Linked DNA regions of Danio rerio: region 2 is linked to region 1. The links are chromatin contacts, called in public Hi-C maps. All regions are on one chromosome and are shown on one strand. The core of a region is the stretch at or near the end of the contact, and the rest is flanking DNA. Distances in the headings are between cores, read along the strand shown. Region 1 holds the start of ubac2 (UBA domain containing 2). Region 2 holds the start of mzt1 (mitotic spindle organizing protein 1).

Region 1 (6,223 bases), core at 1,956-4,455:
ATAAAATAAAACTAATTAAACATTAGAAATATTATTAAAAGGTTATTTAGGAAGGGAAGAAAGGTATTTTAATCTATGATTATTCATGTTCTATAAATTCTAGACACAACCTTAGTCAGTACAAAGTATTTCACAGACTGCACATTCTATTCTAAAACAAAGCTTAGTAAATTCTATCCGTCAATTTCCCCCACATGTGACAAGTGTAAAGCTGCTCAGGGTACCTTAGCACATCTTTTTTGGTCTTGTGTTTAAGTTCAGATTTTAATTTTTTTTTTTTTTTTTTGTAAGAAACATTTCAGTTCTTCGCGGTTTACGATTTTGTTTTACTCTTTGACTCAATGATAGCTATTTTTGGCTGGTCAGTTTTTTTGGTGACTCTCCACCAAAATGTACGGTTACCTGTTCAGTATGGCATGATCATATAGCAAAAAAAAAAAAAAAAGAAAAAAAAATTGTTTCTGGAAGAAAAATGTTAGACTTCTTTATTTCTATTTGGCTTCTTGGACTCACCTCCACTTTACATTTGGAAATAATTAGATATTCTGAACTCTGCAAAATTTGATAAGATGTGGGATCTTGTCTTTTTTTCTCCCTAAAACACCATAAAAACTTAGAATGTTGTTTAATTTTTGAAGATTTGTAAGGTTTTGACATTGCAGTGTATTTTTGTAGGTCATACAGTTGAAGTCAGAATTATTCACCCCCCTGAATTATAAGCCCCCTGTTTAATTTCCCCCCCATTTTCTGTTTAATGGAGAGAGGTTTTTTTAAGACATTTCTAAACATAGTTTTAATAACTCATTTCTAATAACTGATTTATGTTTGTCTTTTTCATCATGACAGTAAATAATATCAAGACACTTCTAAGCACTTCTAAAGTGACATTAAAAAGCTTAACTAAAGTAGGTTAATTAGGTTAACTAGGCAGGTTAGGGTAATTAGGCAAGTTATTGTTTAATGATGGTTTGTTCTGCAGACTATTGAAAAAAATATGTATCTTAAAGGGGCTAATAATTTTAACCTTAAAATGGTGTTTTAAACATAAAAAAACATATTTTTTTCTAGCCAAGACAAAACAAATCAGACTTTCTCCTGAAGAAAAAATATTATCAGGCAAACTGTAAAAATTATCTTGCTCTGTTAAACATCATTTGAGAAATATTTTAAAAAGTTAAAAACAATTGGAAAGTTTAATGTTCTGACTTTAACTGTATGTCTTGCATGTCGCCATTTTCCCTTGTTTCTAATTGTTTCCCTTGTTATGCTTTATTTCAAATTTTGCAAAAATTATTGTTGTCATGATGGGTTTGTCTGTCTGTTCTTTGTTTTATATGTCTGCAAAAACTACAAAAAACTACTATACACACACACACACACACACACACACACACACACATACACACACACACACACACACACATATATATATATATATATGTATATATATATACACACACACACACACACACACAGACACACACACACACACACACACACATATATATACACACACACACACACACACACACACACACACACACACACACACACACACACACACACACACACACACACACACATATATATATATATATATATATATATATATATATATATATATATATATATATATATATATATATATATATATATATATATATATATAGTTTATATGTTTTGAGGCACTAAACGTGTAAAAGAAGCTGTCAAAAGAATTATGGCAGAATTATTGTCAGAATTATTAGATACCTAATCACTTAAGACATAACAATAATGTCAAATTCAAACTAAGTAATACAAAAACAATCTAATTTTGACCTATTTTTGTCAAGATAATGATTTAATATACATTATTAATCATATAAGTTAGATGATTGTTCAATTTGCATTTATAGACTAATATAAATTATAAACACATTAAACTTTATTATAATCATCAATAATAATAATAATAATAATAATAATAATAATAATAATAATAATAATAATAATAATAATAATAATAATTTCATTTCATTGCTGCTGTTTTTTTTTTTATAGTGGAAATTGATTTCTATTGAAAAACACCCCAACAACATTATTTTAAATCTACAGTAAGATTCATTTTTACTATATATTATTTGCTCATGAATCAATCTTTGCAATAATGCTAATTTGAGTTCAGGTTGTATACTTTATTACTATATGATTATAAGTAATGCATTATTACTTTTGCCTAAATATTGTTCAGTGTCATTTTGTTACAGGGATTTTGATTTTAGAATTTATAAAAAAAATAAACAACTCAACCTAGGATCTTTATAGAAGTTTGCTAAATTAATAGAATATGTTTTAATGCAAAGGACGCAAAGGAATCACTGCTTGCTTAAAAATAATTTAATTCTTCATTTTAAGCTGGTAGCTGACAATAATAGTGTTGTTTTAAAATGTCTAAAAAATAATTCAAACAGATTTAAGAAATCAGTTTTTACTTTTCTGTTTCATTGATTGTATTTAATAAGCAATAAAATTATTGTGGGCCAGTTTGCAATAGCAATACTTCACTATTTTGAGCAAGGTAGGGCCTCAAAAGGATTCTCTTATAGGGTCCCCAAATGTACAGGGCCGGTGTTCTGACGATCTGTGCTACCTCATCAGAATGTGCAATATGTCATATTTCATCTAAAAAAAACAGGGTTAGCACGTCAGCTTCAAATGTCTATCAGAATGAACTTAAAGAAGGGTGAAAAACAGGGATAACACATTTTGTCAGCTTCAAAAGTCAATCGGAATGAACTATACCACTCTAATAAACAAATAAAATATAAAACTAATGAAAAAAAATAAGACAGTTTATTCTAATAGACATTTGAAGCTGCTACACCTTTTTCTACATTGTTCAATAAAGTTAATTTCGAAAGATATTTGAAGCTGATAATATGTGCTACCCCTGTTTTACATCCTTATTTAATGTGGTAGATAGATCCTTCTGATAGACATTTGAAGCTATTTTGGTATATAAGACATGACAGATTAAGCTACCGGTAACATATTCTAAGCAGGTAGCACAGATCGTCAACACCCGGCCTGCTTGAGGCTTATACACGTATATGCAAGCTGTAACCCCTTTGCATTCACTGTAACGGCCTCTAGTGGCTAATTGCTGTAAAAGAAAACGCTAATTTCGTAGAAGTGACGCGGGTGAAGTTTGTCTCTTGCGAGGCACCATCCTCGATACCCTTTCCTCTTTCCCTCTCTCGTTGCAAGATTTCCTTATAACTCGTAATGTTTTTACATTTTAAATTCAGTGCCTTTAAGTCGCTTTTTCCATAGTTTTCTTAGTTACGTTATATTCCGCGTGTAAGTGGCATGATGTTCACGTCCACCGGTTCGTGGGGATTATGTAAGTACAGTTCAAAACCCATCATGTCAAGAAGATCAGATCAGATCAGATCCGTCTGTCTGTCAGTCATTCAGTTTTAAGCTCAGTCATCATGAACCTTCGTCCGATTATTATTGCACTTCACAAATGATCCTGGCTATCACGTCAGTTTGATTTGGCTTATGAATTTAGACAGGAAGTGTTAGGAGAGAAATCAGCTTCTTCTGGGAAATTGCGACGCCACAATCATGTATCTCATTATAACCTATTTAATTTTAAGAGATTGACAAAAAGACAGAACTCTGCTTAAAACCACTGTGATGACCACATTTCAAATAAACACCATTAAAAAAACTGGTACTGCATATTGCTTATTTATGTAACTTTTGAAACACCATTTACTTTTCCTTATGCTGTTTAAATCCGTTATGTTACTATATATATATATATATATATATATATATATATATATATATATATATATATATATAATTTTAAGTGATGCTCTGGGACTCTTTGAAAGTTAACCGTTCATTTACAAGTTCCTTCTTTAGTAAAACATTGCTGTTTGAAAGTTAATAAACGTATTGAAGTCACATAGATTTTTATATTATGCTATGTTGTTTCAAAAATAAAATTGTTATGGTTTTATAGTTTTACCAGTTTATAACTAAATTTGTAGGTTTCAAAGTTACATTCACTGCAACAGATCTGGGGATCTCATAGGGCCATGTGAGAATTTTAGGAGTCCTTGGGAGTTTTTGGAGAAAACTGTTGAAAACAATCTATGTTTTATTTAACAAAATGAAAATGTGATTGAAATAATTAATTAAATCTTTTATTTAAGATAAATAATTAAACATGTTTACGGTGGCTGAGAGTTTGACATGCTGCAGTTTAAGAAAACGCATGCAATTTAGGGCTGCACGATTAATTGAACTAAGATCACAATCTTGATTCGACCCTACACATGATCTTATTTCAGCTTTTCTATGATTCCATCAATTATATTTTCAAGGTCAGAAGAGAAGCAAGGCAGTCGCACAAGTCTTCACAGCAACTTTGACACCTTCAAATGGCGTTAAAAGTGTAACATACTGTATTTATAAGGTATAATTCACCCAAAAATGTCATTTCTGTTTTCATGAATATGACGTATTCGTGGCCGCAAAATCACATGTGAGCTGACCGCGAGCTGTTTGTTTACTACCGAGAACGCGCACGTGCATGCATGACGGCTACTTTAGTGAACACAACCTGCATAGGCTGTGAATAACAGGTAATGAAGTTGTAAATAACGTTCAGTTGCACAGAGTGATCGTTTGAGAGCCGTGCGGGAGGCTTGATTTGCATGTATGTATTTTTTTCTCACAGTGATAGCCCCAAAAAAGTGAAACCTGTGCGCACATCATTTAAATGAGCATATGGCATTTTACAGTTATGATTATGACTAACATTTAATGTTTTTTCTTACATAGCGAACACATAGTGTTGTGCAGGAATATGATAATGACAAAATTCAAATTTTACCAGTGAAAACAAATGGTCTAATAATGTTGTCAGTAACAGATGACAAGCACATCTTAAACATAATAAATCAACTTAATAATTATGAATAGTTATATTCTGATGTTATCATTTTACTGTGAATTAACAAACAGGACATATTGAAAGTCGGTTCAAGCCCACCATAATAACTTTACAAAATTAATTTTAAGCAACAGTAGACCTACATATAGGCCTAAATGCTGATTTATACTTCTGCGTCAAATGCCGGCGTATGCTACGGCACTGACGCATAGCCCTTCGCCGTGGCCGTCGGTGTCACTGACGTGCACCTGTCAAAAAATGTAACTACACGTCGTAACAACGCGTAGCGCAAGCTCTGTGATTGGCCACCTTGGTAGCGCTGATGAGTCTGGGTGGGACCGAGAGCCGCGCGAATGGTGCGAGCGATTGTTTACAAGTGTGGAGTCCCGTGAAGGAGCTCCGGATGGAAAGTTTTGTTTTGTGTTTACCTCATAGTTAAAGTTGTTGCACATCTGCCAGTTCCTGCCTCAAAATGAGCGAGTTTGAGCCACTTGTCCATCCCGGAAGTGTTCAGGAAAAGCAAAAAAACAGCGAAGAAACTCGACACAGAGGAACATTTACACCTCACTGCCAACTAGCGTTTCGGAAGTGTTAATGCATTGCAGACCAACAGAGACAGCGCGCAGAAGTGTAAATGCACAGCCACGTGCGTTGCATGCGCCCTGGGTTACGCCGGTCACTTGACGCAGAAGTATAAATCAGGCTTAATATTATTGTTGTTGTTTTACCATATGTTTGAGAATTAACAACAATAATAGTCTTATCATATTAACCTTTATTTTACATTTACAGAATCGTGAAAAATCATGATCTTAATTTTAAGCAAAAAAAATCATGATTCACATTTTTGCTAGAATTGTGCAGCCCTAATGCAATTGCAAAAATGCCACCAAATTGAGAAAACATCTTCATCTATTTGACAGCAAACGTGCTGCAAATTGTCACAACACAAACACATTTTTAAAAAAGGAGCTGCATTTTTACACAATGCAAACAATTTTCAAAAAAACACGCTGCATTTTCACACAACGCAAACAATTTACAAAAAAGTATGGCATTTTTAAACAACGCAAAAAATGTACAAAAAAAGAAACACTGCATTTTCACACAACGCAAACAATTTACAAAAACCCACTGCATTTTCACACAACACAAACAATCTACGAAAACACGCTGCTTTTTCACACAACACAAACAATTTACTAAAATGCACTGCATTTTCACACAACACAAACAATTAACAAAAACGCACTGCATTTTAACACAACA
Region 2 (6,223 bases), core at 1,564-4,063, 150 kb before region 1:
TTTTTGTTTTTTTTTTTCACTGCTGAAAGTCCAAACACTAAAAGAGCAAATTCATCGATATGCAGCTTCACAAGTCCCAAAAACTAAACCAGGATGAAAACAAAACCTCATGACTTACTTTTATGATGCGGCAGTTTCATTGATTGTTTTGATGTTAGTGGTCCCCATGGAGAGGGAACAATTGCACCTTTAGTGAAAAACTGTAAAAAAAAAAAATGTTAAAGCTTCCTCTTCTTTGTTTAAAAGAAAATATTTTTTGTGTTCAGGATTTGCTACATTTAGCAGTAAAACAGTTTTACCTGTTCAATAGCATGTTGGCGTTTTTCCTCAATCTCAGAATCCGCCCTTAATGCATTACAACCCATTTAAGTTAGACATCTAACCAAATCTTTACAAACAAATTAACATTATTGTAAACACAGGAATACATACCTGGCTTGGCTAAAAAACACAGCCTGGCGGTGAATGTCCTCTGGGTCTATTTCCACAGGAAGCAAATTTGCCATTTCATCAATAGACCATTTGAACTTAGCTGGTGTCTACAATAGGAAGTAAAAACAGAAATGACACTTGAGCAATTCCATGCTAATGTCAACCTTGCCATAAAAAATATAAAGTTTTAAACAAAATAGCAAAACCCTTTCCAAGTTTTTTGTGTAGGCTTGTATTTTACAGTACTGTAAAAATACACAAAAATGTCTCAATCAATGTTTTTAAACAATTATATTTAAGTCACATGAGTGACAGTTTAACATGTAACATCCATAATGGAGAGATGCCACATCCATAAAGAAGCTTTTTCCACATAAATACAAAAATGTCAAAAAAAATACAATCAATAATTTTAGTTCTACAGTGAGCCAACTCTTATCATTTTGATTAGCATTGTTTATTTTAGGTTGTGCAGTTTAATTCACAGTATTTCTACAAAGTATGTTATATACTGCAAACTCACAGACTTTTTTGGTCACATTCATAAAAAAGCATGTCTATTTTCCTCATTTAAAATATAACAAATGCTTACAGATTGATATTTTGTCAGATCCCATAACTCTGTGGTTAGTTGTTTTGGAAAATTTAATCAGATGTTTCCATATACAGTTGAAGTCAGAATTATTAGCCCACCTGTTTATTTTTTCCCCAATTTTTGTTTAACAGAGAGATTTTCTCAGCACAGTTCTAATCATAAGAGTATTAATAACTCATCTCTAATAACTGATTTATTTATTCTTTGCCATGATGACAGTAAATAATATTTGAAAGACAGTTTTATACAGCTTAAATTGACATTTAAAGGCTTAACTAGGTTAATTAGGTTAACTAGGCGGATTAGGATAATTAGGCAAGTTACTGTGTATTGATAATTTGTTCTGTAGACAGTGTAAAAAATATATAGCTTACAAAGGCGAATAATTTTGTCCTTAAAATGTTTTTTTTTTTCAATTAAAAACTGCTTTTATTATAGCCAAAATAAAACAAATAAGACTTTCTTCAGAAGAAAAGTATTATCAGACATACTGTGAAAATTTCCTTGCTCCATTAATCATCCTTTGGGAGATACTTAAAAAAAGAAAATTCAAAGGGGGGCTAATAATTCTGACTTTAACTGTACATTCTATGTGTATGCTTTAAGTTTTTACTGCAAATGTCACATCCGTAATGCTGGAATTGCTCTCATCATTTACTCAACCTTAACCTGTTTGAGTGATTTTCCCCTGTTGAACTCAAAGAGAAATTTACAAAAGAACGTTCAGAAATAAACAGCCATTGACTGATTTTTTTTTTCCTTCAAACTTTAACAACTGACCAAAGTGTTCCTCACAACTGGCTTGCTAGGTTTGGGACTTGGGAAGCTGCACATCAATGGACTTGCTCTTCTGTATTTGTACTTTTAGCAGTGAATTTTAAATCACAGTAAACTGAACTACACTAAACTGAACTTCAACTCTGGATTGACACAGTTTCCATCTACTAGAAGCAGCTTTGAAACATTCTACATTGTAAAAATAGAAAAAAACATGAATTGAACTTCCATCATGTTTTTAGTGTCTACTATGAATATCAATCACTGTTTTCGTCCCCCAACATTCTTCAGAATATCTTGTTTTGTATTCAACAGAAGAGAGTATTTAATAATGGTTGAGAACCACTTAAGAGTAAATAATAGTGATGAAATTGACATTTTGGGAGGGTGAGCTATCCCTTTAGTTCTTTCCTCATATGTAGTAGAGTCAGTTAATTACTCACCGCTGACGAGCTCTTACAGCTTTTAAAGACAGACGGACTGGGCACCACAGACTCATGCAGACGGTGATAGTCGTTTGGGCTCTCAAACGGGTTCAGGATAGTAGGTCTAGCAGGAGTCTCGGGAGTTATATGAATCTTTGCGATGTCTCCCATCTTTAAAAAGACATCCAGCTGAGCACGCTGAATGTGTGAGAGTAAAACACGGAAAAGAGGAGATTATTTAAAGTATCAACAAATCAGAGCGATGAACATCATGTTTGCTTAGTTATATATCTTGTTATACATACACAAAAGATCAATGATACAATGTTCTACCTTTGGTAATCAGCAGTCTTAACGTTATAAAAGAAGGGGAAAACGTTAACCATGTGTTAGTTAATTAAATACTTACATCGTAACGAAACTCAAACAAACGTAACTGTGATATATGAATTGCTCCAACGTCTGATTTAATTTTTGATCAAGCGGTGCAAGCCAATCACAATCGAGCAAAACTTGCAAAACAGCCAATCAGGTGAGAAGAACGACACCCTTTCAGTGTCTACGTAACTTCCTTTCGAACGTGTGCAACTTTATTGACAGGATTACCATAACATCAAGCGGGAGGTGTAAATATAACGGCTGACAGTTAGTTCATGCTTGTTGTTGAATGCGTTTTATATTTTTCACCCTTGTTGTAAGTTCGCGAATGGTGAGAGAACGCCAGCAACTAACGTTTACAGAGATAGACGCATCAGTGTCGTCTGAATGAAAGATAGTGCGCTGTTAAGTAATCATATAGCTTTAGCAACGATAGCATCATGGCTAGTCCTGCAAGCGCAAACATGAACGCTGTCCGCGAGACCATGGATGGTAAGATTAAATGCATCAGTAGAATGATGAAATGCTGTCATTATAATGCATGCCCGTAGACAGCCTGGTGAAAGGGGTGGTTCTTTATTTTCTCATATGGTGGACCTTGTTGCAGTTATTCACTTCAAAAAAATGCTTTTTTAAAGTAACGTTACTTTATGAAATGTTGCCATATGGCATCGACGTCCAACAGTGGACATAACTTAGAAAATTTAAATGTAGAACTTTCCTTCTAATGAATAATTTTGTTCTTTGAAATGATTTAACTGGTGTTGCAGTATTATAAGCTTTAACACAGAACTTATAAATGACACCTTATGCATACTTTTCAACAACTGATATTCCAACAGCTTTTATTTATTCCATTCTTTTTTGCTGAATATTATTAAAACATAATATTGTTTTATAATGTATACAACACGGTAAAGGTAAATATTTTCTAAACATTTAAGTAAATATTATAATAAATATACCAGTACAATCTATCTAGATGTATCAATGTAGTTACTAGCTAACATTGTTTATATATTATATACTATATACTATACTACGCCTGTTTTAAATGCCTCCGAGCAAACTTACCTGAACTGTCTCCATCACTGTTCTTATCAAATGTCCAACCTGCATCATTCTCACGGTCACTAAAACCCATCTCAACATCACTTTCATCTGCAGGAAGAGCCAGATCTGTCCATTTCTTCTTCCACTTACCATAGAACATGGTGGTCCTCATTAATACACTGTTCCCTGTATTTATTTCTAATCAAACGTATTGCCATTAAAATGTGATTTTATCCATTTAATTTCTATTAATATATGACCAATTAACATTATATTACTAGCATTCATGTTGTTATTGTTACAACTTAAAAGATCACAGCTGACCTTGCTAGCTAGCTAACCCATTGCAATACTGCACATTCCACTATTGCACAGAGCAACACATACATTTGATCGAATTACAAAAAACTAACAAATATCAACTTGAATATAAGTTGGTTTTCTTTACCTCTTTTTCTGTCCATTTCTGCCAAAAACATGCTCTTACATAGGGCTGCACAATATTGGAAAAATCTTACATTGTGATATTTCACTTTACTGCGATTAGAAATAGACTGGTATTAGATTCTGATGGTACTGTATGATAACCTTGTATATAAATATGACTGTATTGTGATTACTAAAATATATATTCTTTTTAAATGTCTAAGTAAAAAACAAAAACTTTTTCCCCTTTAAACAACTTTTTTTTATTTAGAGAAATATTTAAAGTATTTTGAAACAGTAAACATGTCAGGCTAAATAATTAAAATGAATTATTGCATTCTGACTTCATTAGTTTCAAAAACACTGAACAGCTCTACTTGGAAAGAAAGATTTCATTCATATAGATCAGCTGGGATAATTAAATCTTTTTCAATGCAGTGCATCAGCATAAAATATAATAAATTACAAGCATATTCAAACAAGACAGAGCAAAAATAAACAGTGCTTTATGGTTTTCTAAGGAGTGTAAAAGTAATCAAATACAATAAAACGTAAAATAACATCACTGTATAAATAACCTAAAAAATAATAACTTTTTAATCTTTGATAAACAGTCTAATTTTGTGATATGGCTATTGTGGATACACATAATGCAATATAGATGCTCAAACTATATATTGTTTAGCCCTACTTTCACATTATTTGTGCTGTGTAAGCATTACATAAATACATTTTACATAGATATAAAAATAGATTTAAACTAAATAGATTGTTGACTGTTTTACAATATGCAGTGCAAACATTAGGTCATGAAAATTTACTTAAAAGTCCTGGAGAAGGCATGGAATTTTAGTAGTAAAAATGTGTATGAACCCTGTATATTAAAAGATAAATAAATAAAGCTTGATGATTTTTATAGCCTCCCATGTAAAAAAAAAAGTACATTTGAAAATTCATGGATCACAAGAATAGCCTAGGTATTAACTTTAGTATAACTAAAGCTTTGCTGCTTAAGGTCCAAGATTTAGAATCAAAGTTTTTTGTAAAATGTTTTCTCTATTTAACAACAGTGCAGTTGGTCAGTAGTGAAAAATGATTTCACTTACAGTTGTGTCAGATTCTGCTTTGTCCTAAAGCTATTTATGGGATGTGTTTGCAATTTTTGATGGCTTAGCAGATAAAATTGGACTATTGAGCTCATGTGTGTGGCAAATTCTGGAACTTTGTCGGTGTGGGTGGGTATTTCGAACCACTCGAACCCCTCTTAGCTTTGGGTCTGTAATTTGTTATTTTATTACATGGCGATACAGATCCTCACAAACTAAACATAAGTAACGTAAGAAACATAAGTGTGAATAAAAATGTTAATAATGTAAATTAATAATAATATCTCTATTGGTAATTTCTTTGTTGCATTTTATTGGTGGCATTCTAGTTGATTATGTCTCAAAACGTACTAAAACCAATTCAAATATGTTGTCATAAGAGGTTAAATTAAATTGAAGGTAAAATGAAGTCCTTTAGAACTTCTGTAATGTTTCTGTTTTGTTTTTTTGTTTTCAGAAGGGGGAAATAACTACACTTACTGCGTTAACCAAATTATTTCATAATACATTTATTTATACATTTACATACAAGGTTGTTTGACATGATTTGTTTCATTCTTTCACTCTCAGTTCTCCTGGAGATATCAAGGCTGCTGAATACAGGATTGGACATGGAGTCTTTGTCAATATGTGTCCGTCTCTGTGAGCAGGGGATCAATCCCGAAGCCCTGTCATCAGTTATCAAAGAACTCAGAAGAGCCTCAGACTCACTAAAGGTAGGTTTTTTGATGGCAGTCCATCATTTTTCTGCTTCTTTTTCCACACTCTCTCTTTTAATGGTTTTGAAGATGCTAAATAGCATATGGTCATATACTTATAAATTGTAGTTAAAAATGTTTAGTGCAAGGGTTTGGTTTACCCTGAAAGACCCAAACGTAGAAAAATACACTTTTAGATGTTATTGGAGGCCTCTAATGTAATGAAATAAATTAGTTTTTACATTTAAAAAAAATGTATCAGGAAAATATAATATTGCAATGCTGGGCCTCTGGAGTAGCAGAAAGTTGCAGCAAAAGCTATGAAGATCCAAT

Evidence for each region. A called contact is a pair of places that touch in the nucleus more often than the background predicts.
Region 2: a Hi-C map of hematopoietic stem cells shows a contact between it and region 1, with 4 times the contacts expected there. The contact joins the promoter of mzt1 here to the promoter of ubac2 in region 1. A contact is called at or near these places in 7 of 18 Hi-C or Micro-C datasets (caudal fin, embryo, fibroblasts and 2 more) and 2 of 4 datasets of contacts at active chromatin or transcription factors (caudal fin and embryo).

The regions. Positions count from the first base shown.
Region 1 is chr1:34,168,048-34,174,270 of GRCz12tu, reverse strand. ubac2 (UBA domain containing 2) reads left to right here and starts at 3,205. Exons shown (of 9, transcript NM_001080561.2): 1 at 3,205-3,385. The coding sequence starts at 3,352.
Region 2 is chr1:34,321,811-34,328,033 of GRCz12tu, reverse strand. It overlaps mzt1 (mitotic spindle organizing protein 1), which reads left to right and starts at 2,813. Exons shown (of 3, transcript NM_001302806.1): 1 at 2,813-3,099; 2 at 5,763-5,908. The coding sequence starts at 3,048. It overlaps bora (bora aurora kinase A activator), which reads right to left and starts at 2,643. Exons shown (of 12, transcript NM_001007450.1): 1 at 2,563-2,643; 2 at 2,248-2,427; 3 at 433-539; 4 at 300-345; 5 at 119-200. The coding sequence starts at 2,400.